Linked DNA regions of Mus musculus: region 1 is linked to region 2. The links are chromatin contacts, called in public HiChIP or PLAC-seq maps. All regions are on one chromosome and are shown on one strand. Each heading gives the region's core, a stretch centred on a gene start, on an enhancer-like site or on the middle of the called end of the contact. The rest is flanking DNA. Distances are from core to core; before and after follow the strand shown.

Evidence for each region. HiChIP or PLAC-seq counts read pairs in DNA pulled down with a chosen protein or histone mark.
Region 1: a contact with region 2 is called in a KLF4 HiChIP or PLAC-seq map of embryonic fibroblasts, with 5 read pairs. The contact joins two enhancer-like sites. A contact is called at or near these places in 2 of 15 datasets of contacts at CTCF or cohesin (the NIH/3T3 cell line and large pre-B cells), 35 of 484 Hi-C or Micro-C datasets (the AML12 cell line, B cells, the Ba/F3 cell line and 21 more) and 7 of 115 datasets of contacts at active chromatin or transcription factors (the HPC-7 cell line, embryonic fibroblasts, heart atrium and 4 more).

What each region holds. Positions count from the first base shown.
Region 1 is chr17:84,091,199-84,098,209 of GRCm38.p6, reverse strand. No RefSeq gene overlaps it. Among named protein-coding and RNA genes, the nearest start is that of Gm35551, 11 kb to the right of the region's middle. Within about 2 kb of position 1,504, at least 164 of the 459 cell types and tissues checked have an H3K27ac peak or open chromatin away from gene starts, as enhancers often do. A contact at or near this core is called in cerebral cortex, embryonic fibroblasts, hematopoietic stem and progenitor cells and 1 more, where this site is marked.
Region 2 is chr17:83,970,221-83,977,491 of GRCm38.p6, reverse strand. It overlaps Gm35457 (a long non-coding RNA gene), which reads right to left. Exons shown (of 3, transcript XR_385836.2): 3 at 7,028-7,271. Among named protein-coding and RNA genes, the nearest start is that of Gm35457, 9.9 kb to the right of the region's middle. Within about 2 kb of position 3,626, at least 134 of the 459 cell types and tissues checked have an H3K27ac peak or open chromatin away from gene starts, as enhancers often do. A contact at or near this core is called in cerebral cortex, embryonic fibroblasts, hematopoietic stem and progenitor cells and 1 more, where this site is marked.

The DNA of each region.
Region 1 (7,011 bases), core at 255-2,754, 120 kb before region 2:
AAAGGAAACATTTTCCAGAGCATGGCTGAGAGGGACAGAACGTCTCAAGGAGATGGGCTGGGTTGGGCTGGGCTGGGCTGGGCTGGGCAGGCAGGGTTTTGGAAAGCCCCTGCTTGTTCTGGGAGCTGTTCAGAACCCTGAGGTTTCAGAAAGCCATGGCGGCTCGTCACAACTGTTGCTGCACTGAGGAGGAGGAATGGCCTGGTGCCTAATGCCTTGGGTTTAGAGGGAAAGGTGAAGCCCAGCCTTGCCAACCTGGAACCTGGGCTTCTGCTGGGCCTGGGGGAACACTGGACTTTGAAGAGGAATGGAGCCCTCAGGCCAGGGCCTCTGAATGGTGAGAGAGTGTTGCCATGATCAGCCATGACTCAGGTTTGGTGGGCAGTGGCCTTGACACAGCCATGAAGGCTTTGGGCCTGGTCTCTCAAAGACACCTCAGATGGAGCTGGTAGGGGAACCCCCATAGGTCCCATGAACAGAACATGCCAAAGTCTTTTGCAGTACAAGGAGAGGTCAGGGTTTTAATACGAGCCTTGGTCCAGGGCTTTGAAGTCAGGGAGGGTTTAGGCTTGAGGAAGGCCAGTGTCTCAATCTCTAGCAGCTTTTTCTTTCTTCTGCTCCGCTTTGCGCACAACCAGCATGCCCAGGGTCCAAGCAGCCCTGCTCTGTGACCGTGGCCTGTCACTTCTGAAGATTGTCTTCTCACCCATGAACTGGGGCGGAGCGCTGAGCCACTTTTGCGGCGGCTTTCAGAGAGCTTCCAGAGGGCTTGAAGAACAGGAAAATGCAGATAGATGTCCAGCCTACCGCTTCACTTTAAAAATAACGTTGTTTATCGTTACCGTGGGGTAGGGAACATGCTTGAGGGGTGGTGCACATACGTGGAGGTCTCTGCTTCCATGGTTAATAAGGGTCACAGGGATCGAGTGGAGGTCTCCAGGTTTAAAAGCAAGCACCTTTATCCACGGAGCCATCTTATAGATTTGGTAAGGTCACAGTGGGCCTAGGCAAGTTTCCCCAACACTCCTCGGGGTCCTTGACTTTAACTACAGACCCGTTCTTCTTGGTGTTGTGGAGGGCCTGCCGGGTAGGGCTCTAGCCTGGGCAAGCAAGTCCATTTAAGTTCTCCTAGGAGCCAGTGTAGGCACGTGCCGTTCCCATTTCCACAGCTCGAACGTATCGGGGCCCGACAGAAACCTCGACGCTTTCAGCACCCTGTAGCCCGCAAAAGAGACCCTGCGTCCTGCCCACCCTGGCTCCTGGCTGCCCCGATCCCTCTGGGGGGCTCTGGAGGAGAGAGAACTGGGTCTCCTAGGTGCGGTCGGTCCGTTCTCCCATGGCGCTGACGTTGCCCTGCGGCCCAGCTGGCTGCAGTTTTTCCGCAATAACAATATCCCGGGGAGGGAGGAGCGGCGGGTGAATGAGCGCCTTTGTCCCCGACCCTGTGAAGGCCGATTAATTATGCGCCTCGGAGCGCGGGAGCGCGGTCGTCAGGCCCCCTGCGCGCCCGCCCTGAAAAGCCGGGGCTTGGGAGCGCGGCCGCTGGCTCCGCGCGGACGCACAAAGGGCTGAGCATTAGCAGCCCGGCAATTACCCAGCGTTTTGGACGTGTCCTTGTCTCGTTGACACCGCGCCGCCCCTCCCCAGGCGGCTGCACTTTGAGGATTTGCAAGTCCTTTCTTGGTTGCTAAGGGCGACTAGGCAGAGGGGTTGGGAGCTTGGAGGGAGGGGGGACGCCAAGCCTGCCCTGTTGGAAGTGTCACGGGCCAAAGTGGGGGAGGGGCGAGTGGGTGTCACCCCTGGGGACCTGGACCTTAGGGCTCTGAACAGGCAGATAGATTCCTGAGCGTCACCCAGAGGAGTCCCTGACTTAGTCGGTGTGGAGTGTCCTTTAAGCATCACAGATACAGTTTTTAAAAACCTACCGTGGAATAGTGAAACAAAATGTATAAATTAAAGTTGCTTGAAAAGTATTGAAATTTATTAGTGTGTGTGTGTGTGTGTGTGTGTGTGACACACGCATGTCCTCTGTGTTTTTACCACAGTGCACATGTGGATGGAGGTCAGAGGACCACTTGTGGGAGTCAGTTTTTGCTTTCTACCATGTGGATCCTGGGAGACTAACCCCAGCTCCTCAGGCTCCGCAGCAACAGAAGGCTGATGACCCTTCTCGATGGCCCTTTATGGCACAGCTCCTCAGTGTGCCTTTTGCCACATCTATGCCCTGTGCCATCCACAGCACACTGACAGAACAATCCTCGGTCCAGAATGTTCCCTGAATCCTCCTACCAGCCCCAACCTTCCAGGCTCTGCTGTTGGTGACATATCCTCTAAGTTTCATGTGGCTTTGGATTGAAGACCCATGGAGTCCTGCAATGTGTGCTGCTTTATCTCAGATTTCTTACTGGAATCCATACAGTGTATATGCAGAGTTAGTTTCCTTTATTAAACAGTTTATCTGCAGACTAGGCACCTAAGTTGTGGCTGCTGTAAGAAGAGCTGCTGTGATCATTTTGTGTTACATATGTGATCATTTTGTATACATATTTTTACCTGTGTCCTTTGGGTAAATATCTAGATGTGGAGTTGCTGGGGAAGGCATTCCGTTGTAAGAAAGCAGGCTGGTAGCCAGGCATGGTGGTGCATGCCTTTAATCCCAGCACTTGGGAGGCAGAGGCAGTGAGCAGATTTCTGAGTTTGAGGCCAGTCTGGTCTACAGAGTGAGGTCCAGGACAGCCAGGGCTATACAGAGAAACCCTGTCTTGAAAAACCAAAGAGAGAGAGAGAGAGAGAGAGAGAGAGAGAGAGAGAGAGAAAGCAGGCTGGCTTTGTTTCTCAAGCACCTACACTCTGTGTGTCTCATAGCATAGGGGAAGTGTGTCTACATTCTAGTTACTCTGCATCTGTGTCAGCACTTGGCATTGTCAAAGGTTTTGAGTTCTGCTGTTCTAACTGCTGTGACGTGGAATTTCACTGCCTGAGCTCCAAGGACTGTGTGTGCGTTGTATATATGTACACATGTGTGTGCAAGTGTACACACACATATGAAATCCAGAGGAGGACATAAAGTGTCTTTCTATATCACTCTGTCTTATTCCTCTGAGATGGGGGTCTTTCACTGATGAAAGCTTGCCATTTGGTTCAGGCTGGACAGCCAGCAAGTGTGCTCTGGGGATCTTCCTGCCTCTGCCTTCCAACACTGGGGCTACAAGCACATGGGGTGAGCGCTAGGGATTCCAACTCAAGTCCCCGTGCTTGTTCCCAGAGCCTCATGCCCACTGAGCCATCCTCCAACTCGGGCGGCAGGATCTGGCTTGAGACTCTTAAAGTATTCTGTAAGTATTGCGATATATTTAAGAGGTGCAAAAAAAGAACTAATCAAAGCCCACGCAGCCCCTCCCTTCAGTGACCCCGCCCGCTACTCCTCACCCCCATCCTGCAGTGATGGATGCTAATTTTTCACCATCTGCAGAAAAATCCTGCCTGTACCCTGCTCCCTCACCCCCACAGTCAGGATCATTGTTCAAAGGTGGCTGGCTAGTGACACTTCCAAGTGTGGTTGTCCTTGCTGTTGCTGTTGTCTCTGTGTGTGGTACTGGGAATCAAACCCAGGACTTTGCTCACGCTTGGTAAGCAACCTTTCCCGAGCCTGGCCCTCCACGAGGGATCTTAGCCTCAGCTTCCTGTTTTGTTTGGCCCTCAGGGTGCAGAACTTCAATGGCACTCTGTCTGTGCCATTCTCCACAAACAACCTTACTTGTCTTATTGATTTATTCATTTATTTAAAGGAATGCCCGTTCATTCATTTACCACCCAGGACCTCCATCCCTAAGTTAAGGAACACATTCTTGGATGCTGGCTGAGTGACTTTTTCTATTGCTGATAAAACACCCTGACAGAAGCAACTTGAGGAGGAAAGGGTTTGTTCCAAGATCCAGTTTATTGTGGGAAGCTCCTGGAGGCAGGAGTATGAGGCGATTACTCGGCACTCACACCCTGGAAGCTCATGTTAGACAGCTTTCCCCCCTCCTTTCTTTCTTTCTGTCTTTCTTTTTTTTTTTTTTTTTTCTTTTTTTGAGACAGGGTTCCTCTGTGTAGCTTTGACTGTCCTGGAACTCACTCTTTAGACCACGCTGGCCTCGAACTCACAGAGATCCTCCTGCCTCAGTCTCCTGAGTGCTGGGATTAAAGGCGTGTGCCACCACTAATCCACTTTAACTTTCCCCTTTTTAGGCTATCCAAGATCCAAGCAGAGTGAATAGTGTCACCCACTTTTAGGATAGGTCTTCCCACCTCAGCTAACCTAGTTAAGATAATTCCTCATAGGCATGCCTAGAAACCAGGAGGCAGAGGCCATGGAAGGATGCTGCTTACTGGCTTGCTCAACATGGCTTGCTTTGTCTGCTTTCTTATAGAATCCAAGACCACCAGCCTAGGGATGGCACCACCCACAATGGGGTGGGCCCTCCCTGATTAGTTACTAATTAAGAAAATGTTCTACAGCTGGATCTCATGGAGGCATTCTTCTCTCTCCTCTGATGATGCTAGCTTGTGTCAAGTTGACACACACAAGGAGGCAGAACAACTACCCTGTTGGGTGTGCTTTTGGTTAATTATGCGACCACCCTGTTTTATTTTACCCCATCATCTCATTCCTGTTGTTATTGTTATCGTTTTCCCAGATGAAGTTTCTCAGTGGCTTTTTCAGACACACATGACTGGCCCAGAACTCATTCTATAGATGAGGCTGGCTCAGAGATCCATCTACCTCTGCTTCTAGAGTGCTGAGATTAAAAGTGTGTGCTGGGTGCTACCACTTCCAGGCTTCACTCCATTTCTAAAGTAGATAAAAGAGAAAGGCAAGCTAAAGAGATGCCTAGAAATGAGCTGTTCTCTAAGAAGCCACCCAGGATGGAGGTGTGCCTGCCCCCCCCCCACTCCCCCCACTTCATAGAGCACTGTGTGCACCATATCCTTCAGTTGAGGAAGTAGAGCAACTAGGAGCCAGAGTTAGAGACAGTTACAAGCTGCCCAGTGTTGGTGCTGGGAACCTAACTCTGCTCTCAGGCCCTCTTCTCTCTTCTCTAGACTTGTAAAAGTCTGCCACGGTAAGTGTTGATAGGCACCAGGTTGGGCTGGGAGATGACTCAGTGGGTAAAGGCGGCTGCTGCCAAACCTGGTGATCAGGGTTTGATCCCTCGGATGCACAAGAAGGAAAGAGCTAGCTCCTGAAAGTTGTTCTCTCTTTACACACCATAAACACATACACACACACACACACACACACACACACACACACACACACACGGAATAAATAAGTAAATGTAATTGAAAAAAAAAACCAACAACAACCTAGAGATAGTTTTTCCCTCACTGTGGTTTCAATATGATTTAGGGAGAATAATAAAAACTAGAATTAGATATAATGAGGTATAATTAGCTAGTCCCAGCACCCTGGAAGCAGAAGCAGGCAGGATCTCTGTAAGTTCAAGACCAGCCAGATCTATGTAAGGAGTTCCAGGCCATCCATAGTAAAACCTTGTCTCAAAAAACAAAACAAAATGAAGAAAAAAGAAGAAGGAGGAAGGAAAAAAAAAGCGGGAGAAGGAGAAGGAGAAGGAGAGGGAGAGGGAGAGGGAGAGGGAGAGGGAGAGGGAGAGGAGAATAGATATAATTAAATGAGATTTGTAGTTCCTAGAAGGGAGAGAGATCAGCAGGAGGTAGTCAGAGAGGACTCCCTGGAGGAGGCGAAGGCCAGGATTGAATAGCATGAGAATTCTAGGACAAGCCCTCTGAAAGAGATCCCCATGGGTATCAGGGTGGTCCCCCGACTAGCGGTTCTGACTGTGAGCTGTGCAGTGCTCCAAGTGCTGGCTACAGTAGTCTGTGACTTGTTTCAGATTTATGTCTCCAGGAAGGCCAACAGGTCATAGACGGTTTTCCCACGGAGTCCTCAGGGGCCAGCCTGATGTGACGATTCACAAAGGAGATTCCTGGGTGTTCAGCCATCTTATCCCTCCCTCCAGATGCACCTACAGGAGACATTTGCCACTCTTGTGTAACAGTGTTGTTAGTACTCAGAGACTCGGATCCATATTCTTTTCTTGAGAGGACTGTCACTGAAGACAAGAGTAGTCACTCACCTCTAAAGCACTGTGGGGAGGCTGGAAGGTGATTAGTGATGGACTGAAACAAACAAACAAACAAACAACCCAGCATTTCTTTGCAGTATTGTGTGTGTGGGAGCACACATGTGTGTTCGTGTATGTGTGTGCCCGTGCATGAACTCATGTGTGCATTCATGCATCTGTGTGTGTGTATCTGTCTGTCTACATACCACATCACATATGTGAAGGAGAGAACAACGTTGGGTGTAAGCTTCACTTCTGCCTTGCTTCAGGCGGTGTCTCTCGTTCACTGCACGCACCAGGCTCCCTGGTCTTCGCTGTGTGCTGTGGTATTGCCCCCCCCCCGCCCCCCCGCCCCCCCCGCCCCCCCCCCCACCGGCGCAAGAGTCATCCTCCAAGACGGTGGGATGTTGACCTGAGGTGGAAAACACTGGCACGTTGGCTTTTGTGGGACTGTTTCTAATGAGGAGAGATATTTAGACCTGCCATGGCTTCTGCCTTTGCAGGGGCTCAGTTGTTCAATTTTTCCCCCTGGAAATTTAATAAATATGTTCTTATGGTTTAATCAGGTTGACTTCTGTGGCTTGTGCTATGTGGTGGGTTCATATATTATTTTGTTACTTTGCAGTCCTTCCCTGCTGCTGCTCAGAATATGGTATCTTCATTGAGTTAGCGAAAGGAGCCCCCTTTCTGGGTGGGCAAACTAGAAAAAGCAGTGCTTTTCCTGTGGCAGACATAGCCTCTCATCAGGACAAAAATGCTTGTGGGTGGAACGTGAGGCTAGATTTCAGGCCTTACTCCAGTCCCGCCTGTGGTCAGGCAACCTCTGTGCAGGGCACGGGGTACACAAAATCACTCATGGCGGCCAGCCTGCAAGCCAGTT
Region 2 (7,271 bases), core at 2,377-4,876:
CAGTTGCCCCTTGAGGCTGGAGAGGGGATTAAATGACATGGTCTAGGTTGGACATTGGGCAGGTGGTTGGTTCGGGTGTGGACATGATGGCACCAATCCGAGTCCTGGTTAAGGAGTGCACCGCTCTCTTCCTCTAAGAAGATGAGCTAGAAGGATCAGGAGAGCCTGGGACTTTGGCTCAAAAGTCAGTGCTTTCGATTGCTCACCCGGACTGAAGTTGGCTATGGCCTTACATGGTGAATGTCACTCATGGGAAGCCGGAAACAAAGGCTGGAATCCACTTTCTATCAAGACCCTCAAGATCTCACCTCAACAAAACACCCAAGCAAAACAAAACAAATAAATAATGTAAACAATAAACTGCAGGAAGCAAGATTTCCAACACTCCATTTAATCTATCCCAATGCCAGGAGAGACCCTACAGCAAAAACCCACAGAGAGAAAAAATAGCATTTACTTCTCCTGAAATGACTGGGTCCTCTTCTCCGGACTCACGGAGCCCAGAAACTTCACTCCATAGTTCCTATTAAGAAGAAATTAAATATATTACAAATTAAGTCAGAAAGTTTAGCATTCAAAAAGTGTGGTGGGCCAGGGAGATGACTCAGCAAGTAGAAGCACTTGTCCACAGGCCAGGCAACCTGAGTACAATCCCCAGAACCCTTGTAAAAAATAGGGGGCTATGGATTAAATATGTAATGCCAGCTCTACTGGGTGGGGGGTGCGCATACGTGAGTGCAGAGACAGACAGACAGACAGACAGACAGACAGACAAAACAGAAAGACAGATGTAGAGAGAGAAACAGAGACACAGACAGAGAGAGATACAGAGACAGAGGCAGGAGTCATCGGCGAGAAGCTCGGAGCCAGCTAATCTGGAGTATCCTGCTCAGTTTTAAAGATGGAAGAGGGCTGGACAGACTGTCTCAAAAGTTGTCCTCAGTTCTCTACTTGCATGCATGCCATCTTCTCTCTGTCTCTGTCGCTCCAACTTTATAAAATGTTCTTAAAATCTCCAAATTGTCTAGCTAAAACCCCTATTTATCAAAATGATGGAAAGTTTCTGGCAAAGATTAAAGATGGCAGCAGGGCTTAGCAACAGATGGAAAAAGACAATGGGGACTTGGTCGTCAATCAGCAGTCGTTCCTAGTGATTACACACAGGGATCTGAGGCACTTCAAGGCAGATGTGAACTGGGGACTTTCTCCAAGGTTCCTGAGCCTTGGTACCCAAGCACATCTCTCAAGGGCCCAGGGCAGCCCAAACTACTGTGGAGGATCTGTCCCGCTCGAAGTCTGTGGAGACAGAACCTGGTCCTTTAGCTCAGACTCTCCAGTGCTTCTGTACAGTCCCAAAGGTCTCAGAGCCCTGAAGGCCATGCCTCTCCCATGGCCCTATCCAAAGGCACCTGCTCACCCACCAATGGTTCCCACCTCCCAAGTCACATAGGCCTGACAACTTCTCCATTCAGCCGGAAACACGGACCAAAGACTTCCTTCTCTCTTCGTGATAAGGAAAGTTCAAACCTCAAGAACTCAAAAGCCAAGAAGGCCGAAGGAAACTTTGCTTCCGCCTCCTCTCTGATAAGATCCAGCCTTGAGAAAGGGCACTAATGTGAGCTAGCCTTTCACTGAGCTGTTTTGTACAGTTACCTTGAAGTCAGCTCTACCCAGCAGACAGTGTGCTTAGAGGATGGGGCACTAAACTAGGGTCTCACTGGCTCACAATTTTACTCCATTGTATTTTAGTTCAAGCATCACTCATTGTTCAGAACTCGGTTCCAAAAGACATACACTTAAGGTGGGTCACCATGGAAGGATCATCTTTTGGCCTTTGTCACAGAGCTAGCTAAGCCCAGGCCTGAAGTCGCATAAGATCTGAATGATGCAGGAGAGTGTGATTTTCTTTGCTTGTTTGGTCTTTTTCCCCTACAAGTTAGCATCATCTTGCCAGCATCTCCTTCTTGGGCTTTGGGCATTGGTTCCAGAACCTCTGTGCTGCCCTGGTCTTTTAGACTTTTTTGCCCTGAGCCTTGGAGAAAGAGATTCTTTGGCACCTGCAGGTTGAGTCATAAGCATGACTTTACCTGTAATGTATCTTTGTCTCAGAACCAATCTGCGGGTAAAGGGAACATGTTCTCAGGCTACCTGAACAGGAAAGCTCAAAGCAGGGCTGCAAGGTCAAAGCCAGTGAGGGCTACATAGTGGGCACTTGTCTCAAAAGCCAAGCAAATAGCTTCACAAAAGAGAAGGTCTCTAATAACAAGCGCTCTGGGCAGGGAAAGTGGCTACACACACACACACACACACACTGCTTCCATCCTCACAGTGCTCCATCTGCCAGTGTTTCAATGTTCTCTCCCCGATGTGACATTTACTGAAATGTAGCTACTGCTGGGAAGGGACAGGAAGCAGGACCTTTAAGATGTGAACAGGTCAAGATCCCTATTGTTATGAGTGGATTAATGCCATTGTTGAGAGAGTAGATAGACTAGTTCCCTCTGAAATGGATTTGTTATAAAATAAAAGTTTGTTCTGTCTCTCTCCCTCTGTCTCTGCCATATTCATTCATTCATATATATATATATATATATCCCAACAATGCTATGATGTAGCAAGAAGGTCTCTTGGATACCTCAGTGTCAGTCTCCTGAATTGTGAGAAGTAACTCTCCTTTCATGATAAACCACCCGCCTGCGGCATTCTGTTACAGACTAAGACAGTCACTCATTCTCCTCTAAGGTTATCGTCGGGCACCAGCTACCCTCTGTTTTGGGACTTCCTTGTTTGCTAGAACTCCTGAGATCCATACCTTCTCAAGTTTCATAGATAATGGGCAGGGTGGAGGTGGGGTTGATATACATCCTGAACAATATTTTACTCTCAGGACCTCAATAACTACACACAATAACTAAAGGTTGGTCACAAAACGTGCCTAGAAAGGAAAGCAGGCAGGATTTGAGCCTGTGGATCTGCCGCATTGAGGGGACGTAGTCCCAGGACCGAATGGGACATCAGGACAGGACAGGTGAGACAAAGCGCCCTCCAAATTTCGATTTCTCGTTTTGGACAGTGTCTGTTCCTCTCTGACTGTGAGTCTTCCTCATCCGACACGTGTAATTGTGACGGTTCTTCGACTGTAACTCCTTGGTTTGGGATTCACCAAGGAAAACAAACCTCCGCTTGCCTGTGAGGGTTTATCTAGATTAGGCTGACTAGGTGGGAAGGTCCACCCTAGAGTGGGTGGTACCATGTCATGGACTGAGGTCAAACATTGAACGGAAAGGAGCCTGCAAGGTGAGCTGCAGCAGCATCTGCTGTCTCTTTGCTTCCTGACTGTGGATGCGGTGAGATCAGCCACCTCAGACTCCTGCCGCCAGGCTTCCCTGACACACTCTGACGGTACCCTCAGGCTACGTACGAACCAGAGTAGACCCCTTTTCCTTAAGTTCCTTTTCTGAGGCATTTTATCACAGCAGCAAGACAAGTACAGAATAGAGTAACAAACCCACACTCCAGTAAGCCCCATCCCTGCAGACGACCCGTCCCTTCCTCTCCAGCCTCTGCAGCAGCCCCACCCCTCCTTCAATGCCGCTCGTCTCATCTCTGCCTTCGGATTTAACTCCACACTCTCAGCTTTCTCCCCTAGGCTCTGTTCTCTCTTTCACCACACCACACACCAGATGTGTTTCTCTTTTACTCGCTGTCTTCCTGCTTGAGGAGGAAGCTCCCAGAGGGCAGTTCTTTCCTGCATTGAATATTGTATCCCAAGGATCTAGAAATGTCTCCAGCACATTGTAAACACTCAATAAATACTCGTGGGACGAATGAACGAATGAATGCATTTCAGAACATCTCCTGGCAAGCCATCTTGGATTCAGGACGGAGTAGCACTGCCACCTGTTGCCAGAGTTTTGTATTGTGAATACAAACTCAGGGTGAGCAGGAAGAGGCTCACCCTCAGGGGGTCAGCCCTGTCACTTGAATCCTATTCCATGTTCCAAATGCCACCACCCGACTGTAGCCATCTCAAAGACCTATAGCCTGTGACTTTTGCCTGTTTTATGCCCCTAGTCTGCCAACACCTGGTGACACCTGGCCAACCATTCTAGGAGTTTGCTCTGATGTGTCTAACATCAACCATGCACAGGAAATATTTCCTAACCAGAAAAGGGAATCATAAAAAAGAGCTCAATCCTGAGAAAGGATGAAAGAGAGAACATGAGCTGTAGGACCACATGGGATGTGGGGCCATGTGGGATGGGGGACCATGTGAGATGTAGGACCACATGGGATGTGGGGTCACGTAGGAAAGGAGACCACGTGGGATGGGGGGCCATGTGTGGGATGGGGGACCACGTGGGATGGAAAACCAATGAGAAAGCCTGAGGGACTAGCCTAGTTCCAGCTCGACTTTGAGTCTGCTTTGGTCTCTCCTCTATAAGAAGATGGCCTTGGGCTACATGGGCTTCAGCCCTGACTTCCCTAACAGAAAGGACAGGAAGTCCATGGCATCTTCAGGTTCTGCAGTCAAGTTGCTTGGGTGCCCGTGTCCTAGTTGAGGGTCTCTTCACTGTTGGTTGTGGGGACCTCTTGACAGCTGGTCTTTTAATTGCAGTTTCCTCTCAAAGCCTTACCCCTGCTTGAGCTCAGCCTTCATGGCCTGGCTCAGGGGCCCCAGTACCATGACAACCAGGATCCTCCCCATCCTACACACACATACACGTACACACACTTTGTGTTTGGTCTGCTTCTTTTAACTACCTAAGGGTTGATCTAAGCTGACCTCTGACTTTCTTTGGGTCTCTGTAGTCTGTCTATGCCAGCAAGGAACGACTGTCCCGCCCCTCTGTTCAGGTTGGGTACCCTCTCCTTCTGGCCTCTGCCCAAGCTCTGCTCAGCCCAGATTTGTGTCCATTGATCCTAGACCGCATGTGATTTAGAAGACATGTTAAGGGTAGGCTTCCTGGAGGAATTCCTGGGGCCTCTGAATCCACCTATGCTGGGTGGTCAGAAGATCTGGTATTGGGAACAATTACCTTGTTCCAGCTCAGGAGGAATGCCGTTGAGAAGCAAGCCAGGCCACCTTGTGACACTGGAGAACTGTCTGCTTGAACGCTTTAAGGAGCCCATAGAAACCCACCTGTCTCCCCTTTCTGTGCCCTGCCCACTTCTACTCTACAGAAAGAGGGGGCTCTCCCTGCTCTGCTTCTCAGCCTCCCTCCCTTTGAGCACTGCTGCTCTTCCAGCCCAGCTGCTGTTCCGGGAGCGCGCCTCTAGGGAAACAATGGACTGAGTGTCCTTTGTCAACTCCTCACCAAGGACTCTGTGAGCTCACTGCCATGGGAGCTGCTTAACTCCCAGAATGCCCTGGCTTGTCCGGCTCCATTTAGGAGCCTGTGAAAGGGAAGGTCCCATGGAAGTGACAGAAGTCATTAAGCCTAACACAGATGAGGTTGCTGTGAAATTTTAGCAGTCAAATTTACATTGCTGGTAAGAATTTTTTTTAAAGGATATCAAAAGATTGGCCAAAAAGCAAAATAATTTTTATAATGATTCTATATTAAAGTTACATTTTTATATATTGAGTTCAATAAAAGCATACTGCTAAAATTAAGTTTTCTTGGGTTTATTTGTACTTTTAAAACGTGACTAATGGAAAATTCTACCTTAAATACATGTTTCACTTTAAACTTCCTCTGGGTAGAACTACTTTAAAGAGCTGGGACCAGGTATGGTAGCACGCATGCATCAGAGGCAGGCAGATCTCTGTGAGTTCAAAGCCAGGTTGGTCTATACAGTGAGACCATGTCTCAAAAAAAAAAAAAAAAAAGTGTGTTTGTGAGCTGTGCACAGTGCCTCATTCATACCTGTAATCCTGATGCTACGGAGGCTGATGTAGGAGGATTGTCTCAAGTTCAAGGCTAGCCAAGTTTACATATTAAGATTCTATATTTAAAAGTGGGTTGGAGGATGGAAATAAGCCAGGTAGTGGTGGCTCACACCTTTAATCTGGCACTCAGGAGCAGAGGCAGGTGGATCTCTGAGTTTGAGGCCAGCCTGGTCTACTGAGCAAGTTCCAGGCCAGTCAGGCTACACAGAAAACCCCTGTTTTTATTGTTTTTTGTTTGTTTTGTAAAGTGTCTGGACACAGAAAAAAATATATATGATTTATTTTATGTTCTGCTACAGCATTAGGCCCCAGTACACCATACCAAACCCAAATGGAGTTGCTTGTACTAAAAATGAGACCAAAACTGTTGTCTGACATTTCAAGAAACCAGCAATGATGGTAGTCAGATTTCCTAAACTATTAGCATAAAAATTAAGTTTTCCTCTGCCTTAACTCTTGAAAATAAAGACACCCCCCCCAAAAAAAAGGAAAAAAAGGAGGAAAATAAAGCCACCCCAGACGGGCCAAGCCCAGCCACTTATTCTCTCTTTCTCCATCTCACTGTCCCCTTCTTCTTGTGTAGCTTTGGAGTCATCAGTCTCAGCTGTGAGGCTCATACACAGCTCTATGCCCGCAGGAGGGACACTGTTGTGGGCGGCCCTGGTGCTGTTTGTTTTAGCGAGTAGGGGAAGAGAGAAAGGAAGAAGAGGAGGTGGAAGGAAGATGGTGCAGAACCTCATGGCCCTAAGAAGCCACAAGTAGCAAGGGATCTCATAGCTGAGGAATAGAGTAGTGTAGTGGTAGATCTGCCCAATCTAGGCGTGCAGCTTATAAAGTTATGTAGTTGTGTGTTTTTGCATGGGCATATTGGGGCTGGAGGTTTAGTGCAACAGGATGCTGATGCAGGATTACCAATATCTACATTTTGTCTTGTTTCTGCTTTCTCTAGCTCTTCTCTATCTATAAAACTATTCTCTCTCTCTCTCTCTCTCTCTCTCTCTCTCTCTCTCTCTCTCTCTCTCTGACACACACACACACACACACACACACACACACACACACACATATTCATTCTAGGATGGACAATAAAAATTAGAAGAATTATAAATTGTAATTTTGTCAAATGATTCTTTATAAATGTACGAGATAATAGACAATGTCACAATGTTACTCATTTTCATCAATGTGAACTTGATGCTACATTAGTAGTTCAGTCACCAAGAGTAAAGAGCTCAAAGGAGAGGATCCTGAGTGTTCCAGGGGAGGGAGGGAAGGAAGACAGTAGGGATCCACGTTGTAGCTGGGGAGGATGTGGTTGGGGTACGGACACAGAGGCCATTCCTGGTGATAGATTCAAAGTGCTGAGGGAGAAATAACT